2 separate regions of the Mus musculus genome follow, and region 2 is linked to region 1. A link is a contact called in public HiChIP or PLAC-seq data. All regions are on one chromosome and are shown on one strand. Each heading gives the region's core, a stretch centred on a gene start, on an enhancer-like site or on the middle of the called end of the contact. The rest is flanking DNA. Distances are from core to core; before and after follow the strand shown. Region 1 overlaps Gm27217 (predicted gene 27217). Region 2 overlaps Kat2b (K(lysine) acetyltransferase 2B).

Evidence for each region. HiChIP or PLAC-seq counts read pairs in DNA pulled down with a chosen protein or histone mark.
Region 2: an H3K27ac HiChIP or PLAC-seq map of large pre-B cells shows a contact between it and region 1, with 5 times the contacts expected there. The contact joins two enhancer-like sites.

Annotation. Positions count from the first base shown.
Region 1 is chr17:52,588,333-52,594,741 of GRCm38.p6, reverse strand. Gm27217 (predicted gene 27217) reads left to right here. Exons shown (of 2, transcript NR_155517.1): 2 at 1,298-1,761. Among named protein-coding and RNA genes, the nearest start is that of Gm27217, 11 kb to the left of the region's middle. Within about 2 kb of position 3,016, at least 41 of the 459 cell types and tissues checked have an H3K27ac peak or open chromatin away from gene starts, as enhancers often do.
Region 2 is chr17:53,584,947-53,591,355 of GRCm38.p6, reverse strand. All of the region lies in intron 1 of Kat2b (K(lysine) acetyltransferase 2B), which reads right to left. Among named protein-coding and RNA genes, the nearest start is that of Kat2b, 21 kb to the right of the region's middle. Within about 2 kb of position 3,690, at least 316 of the 459 cell types and tissues checked have an H3K27ac peak or open chromatin away from gene starts, as enhancers often do.

The DNA.
Region 1 (6,409 bases), core at 1,767-4,266:
AGATCCAATGAATATGATCTTCAATTGCTCTCTACCTTATCTTTAGGTTCTATGCCTCTCAGTGAACCTGGAACCTCCTAATTTGGATGTGCTGGCTAGCCAGTAGCCCAGGATTTCTCCAGTCTCTACTATTCTACTTACAGTGCCAAAAGTACAGGCATGTACTGCCAGGTTGGCTTTTGTGTGTGAGTTTTGTGTATTCAAATTCAGGTCCTTATGCTTGTATGATGAACACTCTGCAACTGAGCCATCTCTCCAGCTCCAAATCTAATTCTCTCAATTTCAAAACTCTCTGTTTCACTGTTTTTATGACCTCAAGATCCCATCCCAGTCTGACCAGGCTTCACTTTATGAAGAGATAAATTCACTTGTGTGATATCTATTAAACTAAATGAACTTCATTATACTAGATATGTGGATATTGCAGTGAGCTCTGATCCATACTCATAAAGCAGTGTTTCTATATTCATGTGGATTAAAACTTAAAAATATTAAATAATATGAGTGATGCAATTATTAGAATGAAGTCTGTTATGTTTCCCAAATGTTTATGATGAGGATTATATTTTTGAATATATAGTTTTAATGATCAAATTCAAAATTCACCAGAATGACAAAAGTCAGAAATTAAATAAATGTAAAAAGTGACATAGTCCTATACACAATTTAATCAATCTTTGACTTATAGTAGACTTTAAGACATGGCTTGAAAAAGAAATGAGCACCCAAGGGATGTCAGGGAGATGAAAATCTTCTCTGATACTGAATTTTAGGAAATTTTGCTATTTCACTCCAAGGGAAGACCATCAGAGTCAAATAACCAGAGACTGACCCATTAACCAAAGAGCATACATGGGCTGAACCAAGGCCCCTAGCACATAAGTAGCAGCTGTGCAGCTCTGTCTCCATGTATCTGGAGTCTCCAACATCTGGAGTAGGGATGTTCCTAAAGCTGTTGCCTTTCTGTGGAATCTATACCTGACAGGGCTGCCTTGTCTGGCCTCGGTGGGAGAGAATGCGCCTAATACCACAGTGGAGGACGCCCAGGGAGGCCCCAAACTCTCAGAGGAGAAGGGGATGGGCGGAGGGACTCTTTGAAGGGGGACTGAAAGAGGGAGCAGTGGTTTGGATATAAAAATAAAAATATAAATAAATGAATAAATAAATAAATAACCAGTCACTTGCTTTTCTTGCTTTTAATGAACTGGTGAGATGTTGCACATCAAAAATTCATGTCCAGCATCATTCTAAACTAAGTCTAATACCTTGAATGAATATGTACCCTCTGTGATTTCAGATTCTCAAGGTTCCTTTGGCTTAAACATACGTGATTTGTATTCAAGATAAACTAAAAAAGAAGATTCATAGTATGTCTTGAAAATTATACCTGGTCTGGGAAGAGAGCTCAGCAAGTATTCCACTTTCTGTGTGCAATGACACTATCAAGAGGTATGTCCTTGTTGGAACAGTGTGACCTTGTTGGAGGAAGTGTGTCACTGTGGGGGTGGCCTTCAAGATCCTATGCTCAAGTTCCACACAGTGCAGAAGAGACATTCTCCTTCTGGTTGCCTTCAGATCAATGTGCAAAATTCCCAGCTCCTTCTCCAGCAATACATCTGCCTGGATGCTACCATGCTTCCTGCCATGATAATAGTGGACAGAACCTCTGAACCTGTAAGCCAGCTCCAATTAAATGTTTTCCTGTGTAAGAGTTGCCTTGGTCATGGTGCTTCTCCACAGCAATAAAACCTTAAGACACTGTGCAAGCAGGAAGGCCTGTGTTCAATTTCTAGTACTCGTATGAAAAAAACACACAAGAAAAGTCAAATTATGCAGCCATATGTATAGAAAGGTCATTTTGTGTATTCAAAGTCGGATTCTTATGCTGGTAAGATGAACACTTTACAACTGACCCATCTCTCCAGCTACAAATCTAATTCTTTCAATTTCTAAACCCTCTGTTTCACTATTTTTCTTAAACTTGTAAGTGTTCACTATGACCCCAAGATCCCATTCCAGTCCACTTTATGAAGACACAAATACTTTAATAGAGAAGCCCCATTCACTGGTGGGATGCTCATTAAAGATTGTGTATAGCTACCGCACCATGGGGGTGTGGAAGCAGGACTATCAGTGGGGCTTGATAGCCTCTAGACTAGTGGCAGGTTCAGTGATCAGCCCTCTTTGGAGCTGGAGAGATGGCTATAGCAGTCAAAGCTCTTACAAGAAGTCAAAAAAACCTAAGTTCAGATCCCCAAAACCCACCTAAATGTCAGGAGGACATGGCAACCCACATGTTATTGTAGTATAGAAAGCTGAGAATGACAGGATTCCTGGAGCAATCCAGCAAGTAAAACTATCCTTATAAGCTAGCTTTTGTTGATTTAAAGCTTCTGCCTCAAAGAATAAGGTGTAAGAATGATTGATGGTTATTCCCACATCAACCTCAGACCTACACACATATGCACACAGCTGCACATGTATGAGCCCACAAACATGGTGTAAATGCATACCCACATGTATACACATCGTAAACACATACGCATAGAAACAGACAGCAAAACAAAGAAACAAAACCAGAACACTGTTTCAGAGAATAAGGCACATATTGATAGAGCAGGAAACCTGATATCTTTCTTGGGCCTTACTCTACTCACAAGTGCCCCTACCCTAACACATACACATAGGGCACACACGCATTTGCATGTACATGAAAGAAATATGGGCACTAGAAAACATTTTTCTTTCCCCTGAAAACCACAAAGAAAACCTGCTTCCTGTTGCCCCTGGAGAGTAAGACTGTTCAGTGTCTTCCTTAGTGCAACTCTTATACTTGCTTTCTCTTCTCTAGAGGCTTGGTTTCATTTTTCAGACTTTTCCACAAGAAAGTCTTTTGTCCCCTCTTGCTCCTTTATATGTGTTTAAGGCTCGTGTTTTAGCAGAAGATGAGACTAGTTCTCCAGAGATCTGGTAATTCCATCATCACAGAGAGAACTGCAAACAGAAATAAAGGGAAGTGGGGCTGAGACGACATGCTAGTGACACAAGGGCAATAGACTCTGAGGCGTGACGATCAGGCATAAGAGGCCTTCCTTGCTTGCCAATTTTCTTTCCTGAGTTGTAGTAGTTCTATCCTAACTCTCTGGTTTTCATACAGTGTCAATATATGTCTTCTTTTTCAGTCTTAACCTCTTCCCATTAAAAAATAATAATAAGTAATATTTGGAGAGCCTGCAGAGATGACTCAGCAGTCAAGACAAATTGCTGCTGTAGCGAGTACCTGGGTTCAGAACCCAACACCCACACCCCAAACCATCTATAACTCCAGTCCCAGCAGGTCCAACACCCTTTTCTGGTCTCCTTAGGCACAAGTCATGCAAATGATGAACAGACATACATGTAGGTAAAATGCCAATGCAAATAAAATCCAATTAAACAGAATTTTAAAATACTTTTTAACATTTTTAAAGTAGTATCCATTACCTTTAAATATTGCCTAAGTTGAATCATCTTCTAAATCAAGAGAGACTTAGAAGCTGGGATTGCACTGCTGGTGCCTTGCATGTCTCGTGGCATCCAGCATGAGCCGCTCTTTATAGATTGCCTGCACATATTCATGGTTTCTGTATATGACGGGCTACTATGAAATGGAAGACTGATGAGAGAAACTTAACAGGGGCATTCACAGTGCCAGCTCATTAAAAGTCCTCCAGTGGTGGAGTCACTGCAGCTCTCTCTTTGCTCAGTTCCTTAACTCGACCCTTCGTTTCCGTTTGGTCATTATAGTGCCATTATAGTGCATTCAGCTTCTCCTGAATGCAGCTCTAAATTCATTTGCTTTGAATGGGTTCTGCTTTGAATTCTTTTCTACTCTGGTGACCACTTTAAGTTAAAAGGAATTAACTTTTGAAGGTTTGTTTTTTCCTGTTCCAGGGTTGTTCCTAAGTGGACTTGGAAGAAGTGATTCTAAGGCATTCATTTTTTTCATTTGCTGATTATGCAATGGCTGGCACATTGTCATACCTCAATAAATGGCAAATTCTTCCCTGGGCAGCAGCATCAAATATTCTGAAAGTTGTCCTATGAATGAGGCACCAAGGGACCAATGTCACTTTAGTGATATATCAGTTCAGAATTGAGTGCAGTAAAGAGATATAAAATTTAGTACATTTATAACTACAATGTGAAGAAGAACATAGAGATGGTGCAGTCACTCCAGCAAAGCAACAGTGATGTACTGAGAATAGACATGACTTTCCTAAGGCCTAAGAGTTAATTCAAGAGCAGGTACTTCACTCTGAATTGTCCAAGTCAAATGCCCTATGACACTGCCTTTGTCTTCCTACTCTTTTGTGGATCAATGGTTCTTAAACTATGAACACTTCTCAATGCTACTGACTTCCTAAAGTCACCAGGAAAGATTACCTTCGATCTTTTCCTTTGAAACTTAAGTCTTCTGATAAAATATTTATGGCAGCTCTTCTTTTGTAGACCACCTTCAAAGTGTCTCAGGTCTGTTGAGTCATTATATGTGGGGAAATTGTTTCTGAAGTCACAGGGTAAACAAGGCACATCCCTGGGAAACTTGTTTCCATGCTAAAGGGCAATAATAATCTCTTCTTTACCGTGAATATCTTCCTAAGAGGTTCAAAGTTAATGTTTCTTGAACATTGCAGAGCTATTCTCAATGGATAGCACTCAGCTGAAATAGAGAACACAATGTTATGTAACAGGCTAGAAAATAAACTATGGTGACAGTTTATACATTGACAAGGAGTCCACAGGATAACTGTTTTTTTGTTTTGGGTTTGTTTTGTTTTGTTTTGTTTGCCCTGACTTTCTATTCATCAATCTTCTTGTTCATGCACCCTCTCATTTTACAAAGTGGTGTTCACAGTGTATAGCAAAATGCCTATCTGTTGTATGGCACTGACCTCTGCATGAACTTGCCACCATCTCTACAGTCACTGTGCCGACTTGGAAGAATCCACTATCATTGGTCCAGTGAGCTATTGACATTTGTTCCTATGAGGAGGAGACAGGAGGGTCATTCCCTCACCTGACATCCCAACTGTTCCTCTCATCCACTTGTATTCAGCTCTTCCCTAATTACGTATCACTTCCCGGTCTTGGGGAGAGACTAGAGTGCATAGGCTGAGGATGACTAGGTGAACAGCGCTATAGGCCAGCATAAGGAAGCCAGCTCCCGTGCTGGGTAAAGGTTTTCCAATGCAGCTGTTTTAGGCTCACATGTGTTCCTGTGAGGAATCCCTTATCCAGGCTCCACATGTGAAAATAATCTCATTAGTTCCAAAGGGTGGACTTTGGTGGAACTAGACTCTGGCTTGTTGTTGAGACCTTAGAAGGAAAGCACATGTTCTCATCTTTCTGAGGAAAAAAGTTCCAGCCACACTAATAGATATGGACTACTAAGAGAAACAAATGGTTGTGGCGTCTCTTTTTTTTTGGGGGGAGGGGTGAGACAGAGTCTCTTTATGAGGTTTAGAATATGGAAGGGCCTCCTCTGGGGGAAAAAAAAGGAAAAGAGATGGAGGGCCACATGTGGTATACAACATTTCACAGGGATTTGAAATGCACACTTTGAGAAAATTTTAAATTTCAGGAAATACAGAAAAGAGTGACTATAAGTTTGGCGAAGAAACATTCTGTCTGGGGCTGGAGATATGGCTCGGCGATTAAGAGTACTGACTGCTTTTCCAAAGGTCATGAGTTCAAATTCTGGCAACCACATGATGGCTTACAACCATCTGTAATGAGATCTGATGCCCTCTTCTGGTGTGTGTGAAGACAGCTACAGTGTACTTATGTATAATAAATAAGTCTTTTAAAAAAAAGCTTTAAAAAAGAAACAAGTTAAAAGAAAAGAAAAGAGAAGGGAAGGGAAGGGAAGGGAAGGGAAGGGAAGGGAAGGGAAGGGAAGGAAAGGAAAGGAAAGGAAAGGAAAGGAAAGGAAAGGAAAGGAAAGGAAAGGAAAGGAAAGGAAAGGAAAGGAAAGGAAAGGAAAGAAACATTCTCTCTGAGACTGCTGATGTGCCAGAAACAAGTGGGAAGTCCAGGGAGCCTGTACTGATGGCAGATTCTGTAAGGAGCACAATTGCATTCACATGCACAGTAGCCAGTCATTTCACTATATAAGCACAGCTATGTGCTGCTGTCGTACTCCAAAAGACATTCCTTCTCTTTGTAACATCTCTGTGTAACATTACAGAAAAACAAACAAATAACCCAGCTACCTCTTTTCTTATAAACCAACCTCTTTTTCTTTTCTTTTCTTTTTTTTTAACTAAGTGGAGAAAATAACAAATGAAATCAAGGTTTCTGAAATAATAAAATCATTAAAACTTTACATAGGTGCAGGTCTTTTTTCTTTTTTAAAAAAAGCCAACCA
Region 2 (6,409 bases), core at 2,441-4,940, 1.0 Mb before region 1:
TGGATATATAACCGTTGGATGTTCAGTCCTAAATCAGACATCTACCTCACCTCCTCCAAGGCTCAGAGAACAACATAGAAGAGATGGTGGGATGAATGCTAAGAGTCAGAAGATGGAGATAAGGATATGAAACACTCTGGATATGACATGGCTGTCATAATCATGTACTCTTGTAGCTGTGGCTGGTATGCTGGAGACAGAATCAGAGACAATGCCCCCACCCAACACATACACAAGATCTCACTCTGTAGCCCAGATCTAACCTCAAACCTGTGATCCTCCTGCCTCAGCCTCTCAACTGGAATTCTTTTGGGGGCTTGGGAGAGGGCTTTGACACAGGGTCACATTTTGTATCCCAGTCTGGCCTAGAACTCACTATATAACCCAGCAATCCTCCTGCCTTGGGGTCCTGAATAGAGACTAACTCCAAATGTGCCGGTTTTCAATGGAATTTTTCAGTTTCCACAAACACACACACATACACACACTTTTATCTGTGAAGATGTTTAGCATCCAGCTGATCTGAGTTTTCTTTCTTCCTTCCTTCCTTCCTTCCTTCCTTTCTTTCTTTCTTTCTTTCTTTCTTTCTCTTTTTTGTTTGTTTTGTTTTTTTCGAGACAGGGTTTCTCTGTGCAGCCCTGGCTGTCCTGGAACTCACCCTGTAGACCAGGCTGGCCTCGAACTCAGAAATCCGCCTGCCTCTGCCTCCCAAGTGCTGGGATTCCAGCTGAGTGTTCAACTCTGTGAACACCTCACCCAACTGGCTGGCTAGCACCCAGTCACTACCAGTCACTACATATCTAAGCTATATATATATATAATCTTTATATAAGCTGTATTAGACAGAGTTTACACAGATAGACTGATGGGCTACCTCCATCCTCCACCTGATGTTTAGGCACCAGGGCAATGGGATGGGTAGAGTCAAGCCTCCCCCGTGGTTGCTTTGGAAGCTCACATTCTCAAGAAACCCACATAACCAGCCCAACCTGTGAAACAGATCTTGCAGCCCACATTCCCAACTGCCTACGCCAGCTTTCTGCCTAAAGCTCTATGACAGGATTTGTCTTCAACACCATCAGCCCCCGTTCAACCACCCCTAGCCCTGCATCCCATGGCCCTTCTCCAACTTCTAAGGCTCAGTGACATTTTGACTCAATGCCTCGCCCACCGTCCTCTGAGTCTCATCCTTACACCTTCTGCAAGTTTGCTGCCAAGGGCTCCTTCACGCCACCATGGTTGGAAGGATGCTTCCTCCCCTCTCCCCACACATTCCTTACTCTCAAACCTTTCCTCTTATAAACACAAAAAATAAAATTTTAATAAAAAAGAATAATGAAAATCTTGTTCTATTCAAAATTCAAAAGTTCCAAACTAATTTTTTTTTTTTTTTTTTTTTTGGTTTTTCGAGACAGGGTTTCTCTGTGTAGCCCTGGCTGTCCTGGAACTCACTCTGTAGACCAGGCTGGCCTCGAACTCAGAAATCTGCCTGCCTCTGCCAAAGTAATTTTTTGATGAAAGAAGAAAAACTAATAAAAGGCACTATCAGACAGTGAAGATGGATGAAACACAAACAACAGTAGCAGAGAGGTGGAAGAGGGTGTAAAAGCACACGTTTTCTAATTTCAACTCTGTTGGGTCTTCTCCTCCTCCTCTTCTTCCTTCTTCATCTTCCTCTTCCTCCTCTTCTTCTTTCTTCCTTCCTTCTTTCCTTTCTGACTTTCCTTTTACTTTTTTCCCTTGTGGTAAAATCCCTAAAAATGCCATTGATAGTGAACACCTAAACCTTCAGAATGACCTTCCTAACTATATAGACGGTCCCTGGGATTCACAGAGTTCGAGACTTCGTAGGTGTTTGAGTAGCTACCACGATCCAGCTGTGTGATGGTTTTTTTGAGTTCATTATAAAGGTGATTTTCTTGTGAGAGAGGGTCTCACCATATAACCCTGGCTGGCCTATAATTGGCTGTATAAACCAGGCTGGCTTTGAACTCACAGAGATGGGTCTGCTGCATTCTAATTTGGGGGATTAAAGGCATGAGCTAACATGCCCAGTCAGTACACTAAGAGGATTTTTTAAAACTCGCTACTGGGAGCTGGAAATATGGCTGGGAGGTTCAGAGTACTTGTTCTTACAGGACAGAGGTTCAATTCACAGGACCCAAATGGAAATCACAACCATCTATAACTCCAGTCCCAAGAGATGATACTCTTCTGGCCTCCATGACTACTCAGCATGCATATGATGCAGACATACATGCAAGCAAAACACCAGCATAAAGAAAATAGTTTGTTGCCAGGCGGTGGTGCCGCACGCCTTTATTCCCAGCACTTGGGAGGCAGAGGCAGGCGGATTTCTGAGTTCAAGGTCAGCCTGGTCTACAAAGTGAGTTCCAGGTCAGCCAGGGCTATACAGAGAAACCCTGTCTCGAAAAACCAAAAAAAAAAAAAAAAAAAAGGAAGAAAGAAAGAAAATAGTTTGTCTTTTAATCTTGCTTAACTACCAAGGAGAGCATTTAATTTTTTTCAAGACAACTCTGGTCTAAATCATCTTATTTTCCGAACAACCCACAGGAAGGCCAGGTGAATAATTCAATGATAGAGAAGGGTTTCACTGGCCTGAGTTTACATAGCTGGCAAAGAGCAAGGGGCCAAAACCAATACCAGAACTCAGCTCTGGCACCTGAAACTACCTTGTGGCACCTCCTTCTTAAAGTGCAGGGACACAGAAATCAGTGGGGTGGCATATAACCTGTCGAGCATCACTCAGCAGGTGAAAGCAGCAGGACCAGGAGTTCAAGGTTATCGTGGCTACAAAGGCTGTTGGAAGACCAACGAGATTCCAAGACTGTCTCAATTTGCCCCCTCCACGAAAAACAGAAAGTGGCTACTGGTGAATGCAGCCACACGTTTGAATCTCAAAAACACTGCTGCACTAAAGTGTATTGTGTAATACCGTTTTCTGGTGATGGTGGCAGTACTAAATGTGGAACCCAGGATCATCTTACCTCTTAAGCTACATCTCCGCCTCTCTGTTTACTGGTTTTCTTTGAAACCAAATCTAAATCATGCCCAGGCTGGCCTTAAATTCCTTCTGTGGCCTTAAATTCCTCTTAGCCTCTTAATGGAGCAACTAGAGTTATGAGGCCTACACCACCAAAGAACAAAACTCAGAGTCAGTTCGGAAGCAGCTTCTAGGGGTGGGGTAGGGCTGAAAGGAAAAGAGCAGGAGAGAAGACTCCAGAATGTTCTTGCTTGGGCATGGTGAGGCACACCTGTATGTAATCCAGGCACTTGCAAGGCTGAGGCAGAAGGATTGCCATGAGTTCAAGCATGAGCTACACAAGTAGCATCCTGTCTCAGGCTTGAAATGAAACTTGCTTAAAATGTTTAAAGCACTAGGTTCAACCCCCAGCATACTCACTCCTCACTGAACAAAAAAATAAATTTTTTTTTCTCTGCACAGTCCCTGCGGGGTAGGACAGGAAGGGATTCCCCAGGCACTACCAGCAACTTCTCTGTTTTCCTTCAGTGTGGCACTTACCATGTTCTGTTATTTTCTTTTTCACCATCTGCTTCTGCTACCAGAAAGCAAGCTCTACAAGAATAAGGACCCATCTGTCACTACACCCCCACATCGTCTACATCAATGCCTGGCAGCCTGAGTAACAATGTTGACTGAACGGAAAAACTGTCACTATCTACAGTGCACAGCCATGAAGCTCGAGTCTGGGAAGGGTGAGAAGCCTCGGAGGGCACAGATGGAAAGTGCCATGTGAGAATTTGAGCTCAGGTCTGTGGTCTAACCGCCCTGAGGTTTGGGTCTCCTCGATTTCTTGGCTTGTTTTCTGGCAGTTCAGAAAGCTGTCTTCTACAACTCACGATGGTTTTCTCTGAAGTGACTTTAAATGTGACTTTCCACTTTAATTTTTCTCCTCCTCCATTATTGTCTCTCTAGCAAGAGGCTGCTGCGGCTTTCACCTCCCTTTACACATGCTGGCCCGGGGAACTGTTCCGACGGAAGAAGAGTCAAGTAGTCATTCCTACAGGGACGCGCAATCCTGGGTTGCATGACTCATTTGTTATTTCGAAGTATGCTGACCTTGGCTTCCTTGGCATTCTGCCAGCCCATTTCAACACCAGCTTGTTACAGCAGATGCAAATTAGTGCTGCCACCATCTACCACTGAAACAGTCACTGGCATTCCTTGATCTGGGCCCTGTCTTGGAATCTCCTGCACAGCAATGGGGAGGGGGTTCCAAAAGGCTTCAGCAAGGCACATTAACTAAGGGAGATTGGGAACCATGGTCAACATGGAACTTAGTACCCCAACCCAACCCTGAGGCAACCAAAGAGATAAGTCTCCTTCAGAGAGTGGGGGACAGTCATTCCAAGGGCATTCAGTTTTTTCCAAAATCAGTATATTCATGATTTAGAAATTATAAAGCTGTGCATGGTGGTCTATGCCTCCAATGCCAAAACTCACAGGCAGGAGGCAGGAGGATCAGAAACTCAAAGTCAACACTGGCTTCATAGAAAGTCTGAGCTGTCCCTGGATTCACATGACCTTGCCTTAAAAAGAGAGAGAGGGAGGGCAGAGGGAGGAAAGGAAGAAAAGGGGATGGGATGGGGACAGAAGAATAGCTGGCTCCTAAACAAAAAAGTAAAGACAACTTACTGCCACTTTAAAAGAGCAGTGTACACAAAAATATATAAACAAGAGCAATGTAGGTCTATACATAACTGATGTCATTTCTATTTCATTAATGTAGTAGACTTTTAAACTTTCTGGAAAGTCAATTTTTGTATTGTATAGGTTTATTTTGGTCTGTTGGTTGGCTGACTTTCTGAAACTGGCTTTCTCTATGCCGTTCTGACTGGTCTGGAACTCTCAAAAGAGATCCTGAGAAATCCTGCCCCTGTCTCTAAGTGCTGAGACTAAAGGTATGTACCATCATGCCTTTCAAAACAGTAATGATGTCTTTAGGAAAATATGATTATGACAGAGCAGAAAGAGTGAATTTGAGGCTAACAGAAGCTGCAAAAAATGACCCTGTTCTCAGCAACAACCAACGACAAAAGCTGGAAAGATTGCATTAGTCTGTGATGCCAGCATTGAAGAAGTAGCCTCGACTAAATAATGAAACCCTATTTGAACAGAAAGAAAAGCCAGCCGTGAGCGAAGAGAACCACACTAGGAGATGCCTCAGTCCCAGCTGCCAGGTCTTTTGCTTTGGATCCATAGCTACAAAGTCTCTTAGAGCCTCAGTTTCTCTTCCTTTTGTCTCAACACAAGAGTCTCACTCTGCAATCTAGAATGGCCTAGACCTCACTACGTAACCCAGGTTGGTCCCAAACTTTGTGCAATCCCCTGCCTCAGTTCTGGGTTGTCAGGATTATAGGTGTAAGCCACCTCATATGGCTACCTTTCCCAAATTTAAAAAATGTTTTCTTGGGCTGGAGAAGTGGCTCAGCGGTTGGGAGCACTGACTGCTCTTCCGAAGGTCCTGAGTTCAAATCCCAGCAACCACATGGTGGCTCACAACCATCCATAATGAGATCTAATGCCCTCCTTCTGGGGTGCCTGAAGACAGCTTCAGTGTACTTACATATAAAATAAATAAAAATAAAAAATAATTTTAAAATGTTTTCTTGCCAGGCATGGTGGTACACAACTTTAATCCAAACATTCGAGAGGCAAAGGCAGGTGGATCTCTGTGTTCAAAGCCAGTATAGTCTACAAAGCAAGTTCCAGAACACCAGGGCTATTATACCCTGTCTTGAACACACACACCAAAAAGTGTTTTCTTTCTTCTAGTCTCACAAAGCCTTTGAATATAAAATTATCATCTTACTCGACAACTATTTTTTGAGTGCCTAGGATGTACATCTTCATGCTATGAGAAATAAGTCCAAGTCCCTGCTTCATGGGACTCAGAACATGGGCAAGAAATGGTTTTCAAACTTTTGATATCTAGGGGTATAGTTCAGGAAATGTGTGTATGTGTGTGTGTGTGTGTGTGTGTGTGTGTGTGTGTAATACATATATACATACACAATGATTTCCAACTCTTGGTAAGTGTAACAAATGAATGAAAAGGATAATTAATATTACAAGGTGATGGATGGCATGCTCCTGTTTAGACAGGCAGGGGAGAGGAGTTAAACATTTCTGAGATATTGGAATCTGAGACCATATGAGAAGGAAGTTTGAGAACAAGTTACAGAAATAAACACAGGAAAGAGCTGAAGGATAGCTCAGTAACAAAACACTTGTGTAGGATGCACAAGACCCCATTCCCATCCTTTTCCATTTCCAGCACAGGAAACAAAAAGGGGAGGGGGTTATGCAAGCATGCCTCTTTGTGTGCAAAGACAGAGGTAACCCAGGTAAAATCTGACGGAGAGA